Regions from separate parts of the Mus musculus genome. Here all the other regions are linked to region 3. Evidence: chromatin contacts called from public Hi-C and promoter capture Hi-C data. All regions are on one chromosome and are shown on one strand. Each heading gives the region's core, a stretch centred on a gene start, on an enhancer-like site or on the middle of the called end of the contact. The rest is flanking DNA. Distances are from core to core; before and after follow the strand shown. Region 1 holds the start of Cnppd1 (cyclin Pas1/PHO80 domain containing 1). Region 2 overlaps Wnt10a (wingless-type MMTV integration site family, member 10A). Region 3 holds the start of Aamp (angio-associated migratory protein).

What was found. A called contact is a pair of places that touch in the nucleus more often than the background predicts. Capture Hi-C pulls out chosen DNA fragments and counts their contacts.
Region 1: a contact with region 3 is called in a promoter capture Hi-C map of liver. The contact joins the promoter of Cnppd1 here to the promoter of Aamp in region 3. A contact is called at or near these places in 2 of 39 promoter capture datasets (liver and pre-B cells), 2 of 115 datasets of contacts at active chromatin or transcription factors (memory CD8 T cells and pancreatic cancer cells) and 1 of 9 other capture datasets (liver).
Region 2: a contact with region 3 is called in a Hi-C map of CD8 T cells, with 5 times the contacts expected there. The contact joins the enhancer-like site here to the promoter of Aamp in region 3. A contact is called at or near these places in 2 of 39 promoter capture datasets (liver and pre-B cells), 1 of 484 Hi-C or Micro-C datasets (CD8 T cells), 2 of 115 datasets of contacts at active chromatin or transcription factors (memory CD8 T cells and pancreatic cancer cells) and 2 of 9 other capture datasets (adipose tissue and liver).

What each region holds. Positions count from the first base shown.
Region 1 is chr1:75,140,395-75,144,155 of GRCm38.p6, reverse strand. Cnppd1 (cyclin Pas1/PHO80 domain containing 1) reads left to right here and starts at 1,445. Exons shown (of 10, transcript NM_026977.3): 1 at 1,445-1,513; 2 at 1,596-2,098; 3 at 2,653-2,740; 4 at 3,150-3,258. The coding sequence starts at 2,672. Retreg2 (reticulophagy regulator family member 2) reads right to left here and starts at 1,370. Exons shown (of 9, transcript NM_170755.2): 1 at 1,028-1,370; 2 at 681-787; 3 at 203-233. The coding sequence starts at 1,293.
Region 2 is chr1:74,801,311-74,805,259 of GRCm38.p6, reverse strand. Wnt10a (wingless-type MMTV integration site family, member 10A) reads right to left here. Exons shown (of 4, transcript NM_009518.2): 4 at 1,084-2,137. The coding sequence ends at 1,640. Among named protein-coding and RNA genes, the nearest start is that of Gm32099, 8.2 kb to the right of the region's middle. Within about 2 kb of position 2,004, at least 171 of the 459 cell types and tissues checked have an H3K27ac peak or open chromatin away from gene starts, as enhancers often do. A contact at or near this core is called in CD8 T cells, memory CD8 T cells and pre-B cells, where this site is marked.
Region 3 is chr1:74,283,057-74,286,922 of GRCm38.p6, reverse strand. It overlaps Aamp (angio-associated migratory protein), which reads left to right and starts at 2,185. Exons shown (of 11, transcript NM_146110.3): 1 at 2,185-2,420; 2 at 2,882-3,037; 3 at 3,710-3,829. The coding sequence starts at 2,300. Pnkd (paroxysmal nonkinesiogenic dyskinesia) reads right to left here and starts at 1,889. Exons shown (of 10, transcript NM_001039509.1): 1 at 1,786-1,889; 2 at 913-1,081. The coding sequence starts at 1,852.

The DNA.
Region 1 (3,761 bases), core at 196-2,695, 860 kb before region 3:
CTCAACCCTCTACCTCCACGGGAGAAGGAACACAGCGTTTGCATACAAAGAAGCCTAGAGCCAGGCATACTTTTGCTTGCTGTAAGTCCCTTCATTACACTGGGCCTATGCCTGCACAAGCCACAGCCCTGCTCCTCTTTGAGCTGAGCACAGCAAGCAGACCACATTTGGGCATCTTCTTTAAAAGGTGGCCTATACTCACCTGTCAGAGTGTGGTTCTTCAGGGGGTGGTGCTATGGAGAAAAGGGTGTGGGGTAAGTTAAGAATACAAGAAGCACTTAGAGACAGATCCAAAGTCAGAAAGAGCTGCCTCTCTTTAACATTCTTGGTCTCAATTTTTCAGTAATCCCTCTGTCTCTCGCTTCCAGGCCTGAACCACTATGTGAAGTCCAGAGCATTCCCTTTACCCACCAACTACAAGGTGTACGATATGCTGTTTCTGAACCCAGCTTTAAATGCTATATAGTTTTGACTACTAAACTCACAAGAACATTAATTTTGGAAAAGAAACAATTCTCATTTCAGGCAATTTTCTTAAAAAAAAAAAAAAAAAAAAAAAAAACGATGGAAGGGCATACAGGATGCCTTAGGAGATAAATGGCCTTCCTGTGCCTCCCCTCAAGTAGCAGGGTGATGCACGGAGCAGGTGCATACAGTGCATGTGGAATGAAGAAACTCACCTGAAACGTCAGGGAGAAAGCGAGGATGCCAGAGATCCAGTAGAAAATAGGTCAAAAGTGAGATGCTGAGCAGGAAGAAGGGCCGGAGGGACGACGAAGACAACAACCTTAGGGAGACAGGCATCTCAGTTGAGGCTCCCAAATCCATCGAAAATCACAGAAAGACCCATGGATGGGGAGATGGCCCTCTAAGCCTCACCCAGTCACTAAGAGACTAAAAAATGGGGCCACCTGGTGCAGGATCACCGCCCCAGACGCTGACAGCCCTCCAAGGGAGGGAGCACCCGGTCCTCCCGCCCCCGCTCTCCCGCGCAGCCCGGCCCCGCCCCCTCCTCCGTGGCCGTTACCAGAAGAGGCCGTTGAGTGTGGCCGCCGTGACCAGGCTGTGCAGCGGCTTCTCCCAAACCAGCAGTCGCTGTGCGGCCGCCAGCACCGCCTCCCAGCCGCGGAGCCGCAGCCACAGGGACGTAGCTAAACGTCCCACTGCCTCGGCTGCGGCCGCCTCCTCCTCCGCGTCGCCAGTGGCCTCACCCATGCCGAGGCTCAGCCCCAGGCCCAGGCCCAGCCCCGAGGTGCCACCCGCGCCGGTGTTACCGCCACCGCTGCTCGCCATCACCGCGCCGCAGCCGCTGCCCGAGCCCGCGAGGAGCCAGGGCTGCGCGGCCGCCGCCGGGGGCGCGTCAGACGGAAGGGGGCGCACGCACGGGCGAGCAAAAAAACCTGCGGTCAAGCGTCACGTGATGAAGCGCGATGCCACGTGACGTGCCCTAACAGCCCGGATGGGACGCCCGCGCGTGCGCGTTGGCCGCTGTCGTGATCCTGCACCCACGAAGGTGTGCTTCCAGGGTGCTGGAGGGGTGATCCGGGGCGGGCGTTGAGGCTGCGAGGCCTGAGGTCTTCTCCCGGTGTTTACAGGGCGGCTGGAGACCTCTTTGTCGCGTGAGGCACTGCCCAGAGGCAGTGAGTGGGCTTTCAGGCCCCCAGGATCTTGACTACAATCTGCTTGGGATCGGGAAGGGCGGTGCCATCCCCATTACTCAACCCTCTTCGCCTCCAGTCCCCTCCCCTCAGCGGATAAACAAACACCAGCGCGTGACTTTAATGACTTCAAAGCAGCTTCACCAACTTCGAAAAGTTGTTTCTTCCTTCTTGGAGCGTCGGCCCTCTCTCTTCCCAAAATCTCTCAGCCGCAAATTGTGTGGAAGGAGTGTTTGGAAATAAAACATCCAGGCGCTGTTTGCTTTGGGGAGACCTGTTTAACATCGTACATTGAGGCTTTATATCTTTTGAGATCATTTAATTGCTGGAGTAACCATACAGAATACAGTATGTATTCGAGTGTTACAGTTTCAAACTTCTAAGGGGCATAAAGATTCAACAGATTCCCTCCCACCTTGTTCACAGTTCTCCCACCTACGGTAAGTTTCTTGTTCATCTTTCCTGGGCATTGCTGATTGAGTGCGTCTTCCCTAAAACCCAGGAAACAACTCGCCGCGTTGCCTTTGTGTTAGGCTCGTTACTATCTGTACCACGACTACAAAGCCTGGTCAGCGCGTTCACCCTTGGTGTGTCGCGGTCCCCTGGGAACCGTATTACAATTGCCCCCGGTGCTCATAGCTCCGGAGACCCGGAGCTCTCAGGTTGGGCAAGGCAGGAGGCACTTCCTGCCGGGCGCGCAGACTCGTCGGTGACACTCACTCCCGCAGCTTATAAACGCCTAGCGAACGCGGCACGGGCTGAGAACACTGCTGGCCCTCGTACCTCCTGGTTCGCCTGGTGAGCGCCGCGCCTGTCGTCGGGCGCCGGGAGGCCCAGTCGCACGCGGAACAGGAAGAGGCGTCCCACGGCCGCCTGCGAGAAGGGAGGAGGCTGCGCGCAGTCGGGCGGTGGCCCTTTCGGGAGAGGTGGGCCAACGGGTGAGCACGGCTCTGGGGTCACTTACGATTCCTTCCCTTTCCCTCCACCTTCGCAGGGTGGCGGCTGACAGTGCGATGGACCTGACTGGGCTCCTGCTGGACGAAGAAGGCGCCTTCTCCCTCACCGGTTTCCAAGACTTCATGGTGAGAGGTCCGCCTGTTCTCTGCCTCTGGGAGTCAGAACTCCCAGGCGTTCTCCTCCAGACCCGAGCGGAATGGGAGCTCTCTTACTTGTTATGCCCTGGAGTGGGCTATTGTTGAGAGCAATGCCACTTGGGCCTGAAGGCAAAGCCTCAGGTTATAAGAGGGGAACTGCTAGTGATTAGACTGGGGTCCCATCTGGTTTCTAGTTGTCTAGTCTTCTATTGGGAGCCCTCAGTGATGTCAGAAGCGGGCTTATTGTCTTTCTCCCACTGTGGACAAGACTAGGCTGCCATTAACAAATGATCTTGGGAACTCTGGGCTGGGTAGAGTATAGGCCCGGGTCAGTACCCAGGATTTCCACCAAACCTTCCCTGCCCTTCACCCTCCACTACTCCTGGCCCTGTTTCAGGTCCTTCCAGGACACCAAAAGCTAAGTGCTCGAATCCGAAGGAGACTCTATTATGGCTGGGACTTGGAGACAGACTGCAGCCTGGAGGAGCTCTCCAGCCCTGTGGCAGGTTAGACTGGTGATGGTGGTGGTGGTGGTGGTGGTGGTGGTGGTGGTGTGTGTGTGTGACTGAGCAAGTGGAAACTTGGAGGACTGGGTTGTCATAGTCACCCAAATGCCTGGAGGTTTGCCCTCTGAGCTGCACTGTGTCTCATTATAACTAGCTTGGTTGGTACTTGGTTTGACAATGCAGGCCATGTTTCAAATTCTTTTAGCCCACATGAGTAAAAACAGCTCATAAATTGCAGTCACTTATTTTTAGGGCTTTGTGTATGCTCTGCAGGCATTCTACCACAGAGCTATAGCCCAAGTTCTGCTGCCTCTTGTGATTTATAGGGCAGAAATTTAGTTTTCTAAGTATACATGTTACATGTTTCTCAAGTAAATAAGGCATACTTCTCAAATAAACATTGGGGAAAGAGAAACATGAGTAACTTAATAGAAAAACAAGTGTTGGGCTGGAGAGATGGCTCAGCAGTTAAGAGCACTGATTGCTCTTTCAGAGGTCCTGAG
Region 2 (3,949 bases), core at 755-3,254, 520 kb before region 3:
CTGGCCTTTGGAACAAGACTCGGTCTGAGCTTGGTTTATCAAGATGGATGCCACTAGGCGATACATGGAGACATCTATTAAGTGAAGGAGCTGAGCAATAGGCCTGGATGAGGTAGATAAACCTGTGTAAATCAGATCCTGGGGGCTCTGTTCTAGAAAGTCATCAGGCTTGAACCACAGGGAATACAAGCGTCCTAGTAGAAACATAAGAACCTAAGATGGTGGGGGGGGGGGTGTTCACCTGCTAACTGACATCTTCAGCTGAGGCTCTGGGGGAATGAGGGGCTCAGGATGGCTTCCTATGCACCCCTAGCTTTCCTGCCTAGACTCCAGAGCCCAGCTCCAGACGGTGAGTCTGCCACCACCCTATTCCCAGCCGCACCTCCTGGCCCCACCTGCTCCCTGGGGCGCTGGCTGGGTTGAGCTGAGTCTTGCCCGGGATTGCTTCCCTCAGAGTGCCTCCTGTCTCTGCCATCGGTTGCTGCTGGGCACAGCCACTCGTCCTGGCTTGTGGCAAAGGGCTCAGGTACAAAGTGGGCGGTTAGAATTCTGGCACTGAGGACTCTGGATCTCTGGGTCCTTCTAGACATCCCTACTGCTGTCATCCAAGCTCAGGCCTCAGCTAGGTATTAGCCGTGGTCCCCATAACCATAACGTTCTTTCTGACTATCATCCTTTTGGCCAGACCCCCACTCGTGTGGGAACCAGAGCACAACTGGTGTCTGCTTAAGAGTCTCTGCAGATTCCTCTTTAATAAAACCCAGTTCTTATGGCTACCCCATCCTCTGGTCGCTCTGATCAGCCCTTGAGTTTTATACTCCAAACACAGAAGCTGCTCTGCTGATCCTTCAGCAAGTGTAGGTCTCTCTCCCCTCAGAGTTATGGGTCTGGAAAGCCCTTCCCCACCTCCCTATGGCTCTCTCTCACCCTGCAGGTCACAGCTTGTCTATCACAATTCAGAAGTCTTCCTGGCTGACAGTTTTAGCGGGAAGGGGGAAGGGCTCTATTTCCCACAAATCAAAGTATACAAGGGGTCCTGATTAATTTTCCCCATAACCCATAACATTGCCTGGAATAACCTTGTTTGTGTGTTTACTGGTTTATTGTCCATGTCCCTTAATCAGCCTGTAGACTCCGGAGCTTCTTTTTCCCCAGAGAGTGTCTCAAAGAGAGCGCAAAAATAAATATCTGTTAAGTGAAAGACAGGAGCAGAGGTCTGGAGCCCTTAGAGTCACTTCAGCCCGATGACGGCCATTTCTGCCTTTTAGTTTTCTTCCCCGGTGCCCATCAGCTTCAGTGCATTGCCTATCACTCCTGGGGAAGGGAAGAAGAGATGACAGGAGGTAGGCATGCCAGGCTGGGCTGCTTTGGTGACCTGTCCTAGGGTGTGGAACAGTCTCCACTATCACCCCCAGCTGTCTGAGCTAGGAACAGAAAGAGGGGAACCTACAGAGGTGAGCGGAGGAATGTCAATCAGATCTGGACTGTCTGGTGATTGTAGACCCTCGGGGCTGTAAGAGCCAACCACCTCTCTCAGGAGCCAAGGCTGCTGCTTGCTGCCTGGCTCAGATCCGCTAGCGGCAGAAGCCAGGCACCAAGAGGACAACCATTCTTGAGACCCAGAGGAGCTTGGGTCTGCTCACTTGCAGACGCTGACCCACTCGGTGATGCGGCATTCTTCGCAGACCACGAAGCAGCACCAGTGGAACCGGCAGTGGCAGCGCTCGCTGCGCGTCTGGCGCAGAATGTTGTGGCCGCGGCCACAGCACATGCTGCCGCAGCCATCGGGACCCGTGCTGCTCTTATTGCACAGGCGGCCCACAGTGCCTGCCGAGTCCAGGCGCGGCTCGCGCTCACAGAAGTCGGGAGATTTCTCAAAGTAGACCAGGTCGGAGTGGCTGGCCCTGCGGCGCAGCCCTGGAGTGCCCGGTGCTGGCGAGGGTGCTCCCGCGGGGCCGGGCTCCAGCTGGCCACCGTTGCGGTTGTGCGGCCGGATGAGCGTGGCGCGGTGGAAGCGGTTGCGCAGCAGCGCCCCTACTGTGCGGAACTCAGGCGTCACCTGCCAGCAGGTCTTGAGCTGGCAGCTGCCTGAGGTGCCGTGGCATTTGCACTTACGCCGCATGTTCTCCATCACCGCCTGCAGAGGGAGGCACGGAGAGAGATGAGGAAGGCATCCGGTGTTCCAGCCCTCCTCCGGCCACAGTGGCTGGAAATCGGCTCCCATTGTACAGAAGCAAACACCGAGGTCTGAAGCTGGGGCTCAGAACTTCTTCTGCAGCCCTCCCTTTTACCACTTCCTATCCGGCTAGGCCCCCGGGGGAATTCCCTCCTTCCAGCTCCTTTCTCCCTTGCAAGCCTTTCTAGCAACTAACTGCGTGGGGGCCCTTGGGCCTGGGGGCTCTTGCTTCCTGAGCCCTGAAGATCCCAAATCTTCGGGGAAACTCCCTCTCCTTTCCCTGGAGCGGGGAGGTGCCTTCTCCCCTACATCCCAACCCCAAAGACTTTGGCCTCCCTCCAGGCAGTGAGTGAGAAAGCCCACCACCACCATCCCCAGTTGTACCCAATGGGTCTTTGCAGGGAGTTGAAAAGGGGAAAGGACAGAAAGTCCTGTCCTATTATACCAACTGGAGCTTACTCTGTTCATACTGAGTGACAACAGGTGCCAAGGATTCCCCAAATGCAGACCAGAACCTAGACAGCCAAATTGTCACCCCTATGGGAGCAGATGAGTCCAAGGTCTCTAAGGGAAGCCTGCTTGCCACTCACCCAGTATTCAACTTGTTCTCCTCCCATAGAACCCCTTAGTGTTACCCTCACCAGGCACCCCCTCCCCAACTGGAATTTGTCCACTTTCTCCAACCACCCCCATCTACCCACCCCCATTTCAAAAGAAATGGAAAAACAAGGTTCTTAAGGAAGGCAAGGCTCTGGGGCCTCCAAACCTGGTTAAGAAGGTCATAAGTGAGAAAACTCACTGTGTTGGGTTTTAGGGGGCTGTACAGCCTGTATGTGTGGCCTGTGGTGTCAACACCACGTGGGAACCCCCCTACTCCATCACCCCACTCCAACTCCCCCCCCCACACACCAACAGCCCCAGAACATCTGCTTCCCACAGGCTGCAGCCATTAATTAACCAGTTTAACAAGGACAAGGAGGAGGCACTTTTGGTCTGGGCTGGGGTTGGTATCAGGAGCTTGGGAAAGGAGTCCTATGCACAGGACCTGACTGGGTGGGAGCTGGATAGGACCGGAGGCTAAACCCATGCTTCAATTCCCCCTCACTCTAAGTCAAGATGGGAATTGCTGAATCAGCTGCGGAGAACAAAGATGAGCTGGAGTGGACTAAGAGGCCAAAGGGGAAAGAGCATAGACGAGGAAGCCCAAGAACTGGGCTGAGCGGGCAGACAGGGGAGGATGAGAGGAGGAATGAGTGCCAACTGCCAGGAAAGTGCTGAAATACAGCTCCATTGGCTGGGGATGGAGCCTGCCTCTCTGCCAGTCATCCCAGTGCCTTGCTTTCCACATCTGAGCACATGGTTATTAGGCGTGTTGACATCATAGGTACGCATAAGTAGGCTGAGAGCTCAGGACAAATGCCTAAACAGTAAGGTTTGATAAATTCAACCAACTATAATCCCAGCACTCGGGAGGCAGAGGCAGGCGGATTTCTGAGTTCGAGGCCAGCCTGGTCTACAAAGTGAGCTCCAGGACAGCCAGGGCTACACAGAGAAACCCTGTCTCGAAAAACCAAAAATAAAAAAAATAAAAAAAAATAAAAATAAAAATAAAAAAAAATTCAACCAACTATTTCTTTCCTTCCTCTGTGTTTATGTGTCTGTGAATATATGTATTAGTAGTGGTGTTTCTTTTGCACTTTAAGGTAGTATGGGTGGTCCAGAAAAAGGAAAAAAGAAGGTAGGAAACTAGAATATTGGTCCTTAGTCTGCGGG
Region 3 (3,866 bases), core at 936-3,435:
TGCTGCTGCCTGCTTTAGACAACCGTAATAGTGCTCTATTACATCCTAGCCAACTCCAAACTCCTAGGCATAGTACTCAAAGCCCAGTGTGGTCCTACCTACCTCTTCATTTCTCCTCTGACGGCTGATATTCATGAGTCTCTTCACTTGTGTTGAATGCTTCTGTGTGATAGCCTAAGTAGCCCAGGCTTGCTCTGAGTTAGCAAAGGACCTCCCTGCATACACTGTCTCATGTCCCGTGCCAGACCTCTTTATTTTTCTTTATGGTGTTAAGCTTGTGCACAACCACTAAGGTACATCGACCAACTCTCAGTCTTAGCAGCTACAACTGAAAGAGGGCATTGGTAAGGGCCAAAGAACAGGAAGCCACAAGAGCTGGTGACAATCACAGCTGGGAGCCTCTGTTCCCTCCTTGGAGGGATGGAAATGCAAGGTTTACCTCAGAAAGCTTCAAACGTTATATGGCAAAGTATTGTCATACCTCAGACATTGGATGGAAAAAAATGTTAATTTCCCTTCCTTTTACTTTAGTGAGTGATAATCAGTAATATGTATTAAGGCCAGAATCAGATCCACAGAATTCACAGAAACACGTCTAGCTTCTACACAACGCAATCTGACACTTAATTACTGGGATTGGAATGTGACCCCTGCTCCCAAAGGGAAGGATGAATCCAGTGACTCAAATTCAAATCAGATCAGCTCAATTTGCTCCACAGAAAAGCCACTATCCCCCAATTTTACATATTTTTCCACCCTAGCCCCCCCCCCCCTTCTGAGAGTCCATCCCTTGACTCCAGCAATTTCCTTCCCTTGGATTCAGCTCTCCACCCGCATTTCAGAGAAGTTTCTAGGTCCCCACACCTTTCAATGCACTCCCCACTGGTAGGCAAAGGGAGCAGTTAAACTCACCAGGCTAGCCCCACGGCTTTCATGGGGTTCTTGCCCCTCTTTCTGGGAATGTATTCTAGCTCAGGGGAGAGGGGCTCGGGCTCCTCCTTGCATTCTGGTGAGCTGTGGCTCTGCAGTGCTCTGGTCCTGTTCTGGGAAGCCTTGTTAGCTGTGGCTCCAGAGAGGATCCCTGTGAATGAAAGTATGGCATGTCAGTATGGGAGATGAGGAAGGGGAGTGACTGCAGTCTGGAGTAACAAGTGCAGTGAAGAATCTAAAGAGAAATGGGAAAATCGCCATCGGGTGACACCTTTGGAAGGCTACTTAAACGTCACTGCGGGCTCCTCACCCTGGTGCCAAGGCAGTGAGCTTCGCTGCTGTTCTATTCAGAAGTCAGGCTGGGAAGGACTGCAGAGGAACTCACCGGAGACATACGTATGAAGGAAATCCGGGGAACTGTTTTAAAACTGCAGGACCTTAAGCTATCCTTAAGGATAACTAACTCCATCCCGTCGAAGAGGAAGCTGAAGCCCGAAGACGAGCTGCTTCGCACAAGGTCAAACCGCTAATTACTCAGTGCTAGAACTCAAGCCTCCAGATGCCCAGGGCTCTTTCCTCTGCACTGCGGTGAGTGTGAAACCCCTGGGGCGCGGGAGTCTAAAGGTTTCTTTGGTACCCTCTCTAGCAATAAGACCCTAGACACGCCGCGCAACCTAAACGCAGGAGTTGGACTGGGTGACCTCTAGAGCATCTTTTCACCCCCAGACTCTCTAAGATCTTGCAGAGAGGTGTGGGCAGCAATTGGCATGCTGACTTCCTGCTGTCGCGCTGGGTGGGATATAAAGGAAACGGAATCTTTTAAAACCCTGCCCTCCCGAGGGTCCCTCTCCTTACCCCGGAGGACGCGGGCATTTCTCGCCCCCCGGCCCTTCAGCGCCGTAGCAGCTACCACCGCCGCCATGTTCGGGTCCCACCCCCCTTCACTGCGCTCCCCGTCGGGAATTGTAGTTTGCGTAAGGGGCCTCCCCCGCGCCTTCCGTCCTGCCTACAGAGCAAAAACTACATTTCCCAGAAGTCCGCGTAGCGGGCCCCGGAGAACTACTCCTCCCAGGAGACCCTGGAGGCGCGCACGCTCGCTTGTTTCCCTTCAGCTGGGGGCGGAGTCATGTAAGGTGGAGCTTGGGCTCTCCCGCCACGCCCCGGCCTGGTCATCCTAGTTCTGCCTTATGATTGGCGGCTCTGTTAGTCCACCACTGTCGCCATTGGCCCGGATGCCGTCGCTCTTTCGGCCGGGAGTCACCTACGCCTACTTCCTCCCGGGAGGAGGGGCTCGAGTTCCGCGTCGTCGCGCAGAGCTGACTCTGGGAGGCGTTTGGGCCCAGAGAAGTGGATCGGTAGCTTTCGCCGCATGGAGTCCGAATCGGAGAGCGGAGCGGCCGCTGACACCCCGCCTCTGGAGACTCTGAGCTTTCACGGAGATGAAGAGATCATTGAGGTGGTAGAGCTGGATCCAGGCCCGCCGGACCCGGGTGAGAACTGACGCTCCTGAGGCCACGGGACAAGAGGCGCTCACCCCTGGCCTCTGACCCCTGCTTCTCCCCAGTCCCCCCTCCCCCCTTCCCTACCGGTCGTTCCTACCGACATTTCTCTCCCAGACCTCCTCCCCTACCCCCCACCTTTAGTTTCTAGGCCTGGCTGGGTGGGGGTTCCCTGACGCCTCCCCTAGCCCTTCCCCTCACACACCCCCTTCCCATCATGCCCTCTGTCCTCTCTTCCCACACGGTCGCTGGCCAACACCAGATCTTCAGACCTAGCCTCTCTCCCCCTCCCCGCCCCCCAAGTGCTCTCTTCCTGCTCGGTACGTGTGAGACAACATCTTAACCTTTGGCCACACGACCCACCCTAGCTTCACCTTTTTCATTCTTTAACCCTTACCCCATTCCTTGTATTATCTTTGGAGCTCCATCTTTTAACGCTTCTCTCAAAGCAGATGATCTGGCCCAGGAGATGGAAGACGTGGACTTTGAGGAAGAGGAAGAAGAAGAAGAGGGCAATGACGAGGGCTGGGTCTTGGAACCCCAGGAAGGGGTGGTCGGTAGCATGGAGGGCCCGGATGATAGTGAGGTCACCTTTGCATTGCACTCAGGTAGGCCTTTGAACATCTCAGATCAGTGCAGATGGGCTTTTGAGTATGGCCTGTTGGTCCTAGGCAGCTATTATAAGAGACCAAAGTGAAAGCCACCTACTTTGGCCTGCAGGATATTCAAAGGAAGGGCCATAGGGCACTGGGGTTAAGTGTGACCCCTGGGTTCAAATCCTACCTCTGCTGTTTAGCAGTCTGTCAGCTTTGTTAGCTTTCTGGATCTTGGTATTCTTTAAAATATATATATATATATATATATATATAAAATCTTGTATGAAAGTGAATGGAAGTAACCTAAGTGGAAATTAAAGGTAGTTTACATTCCAGAAGGGGCATTAATAATAATCTCGGATGCCAGCCTCATGAAACTCTCATAACTTAATTCATACCTAGCCTGGTATGGCCTGTCCTGTCAGCTGTGCACCTCAGAGAACGTGGTAAGGGGAACAGCACAGCAGGGGGCTATGCTCCAGAGGAGGTCACAGCTCTGTGGGCTCTGGAAGGGTTTCTCTAACAACCTGAGGCTCCAGACAAGAACTGGATGCAGCTGTCCCAGGAAAGAGCAGCTATGGCTTTGGGGAAAAAGGGAGTGTGCTTCCTGAAGGTTCTGAAAGACAGAGCTCTAGGTGAGAACCCGGTTCCATCCCCATTCTCATGGACTATGTCTTGGGACAGCGTCTGTGTTCTGTGTGAGCCTGGACCCCAAAACCAACACCTTGGCAGTGACAGGGGGCGAAGACGACAAGGCCTTCGTGTGGAGGCTCGGTGATGGAGAGCTGCTCTTTGAGTGTGCAGGTGAGAGGCTGGGGAGGTTGTGTTCCTTTGGATGTCC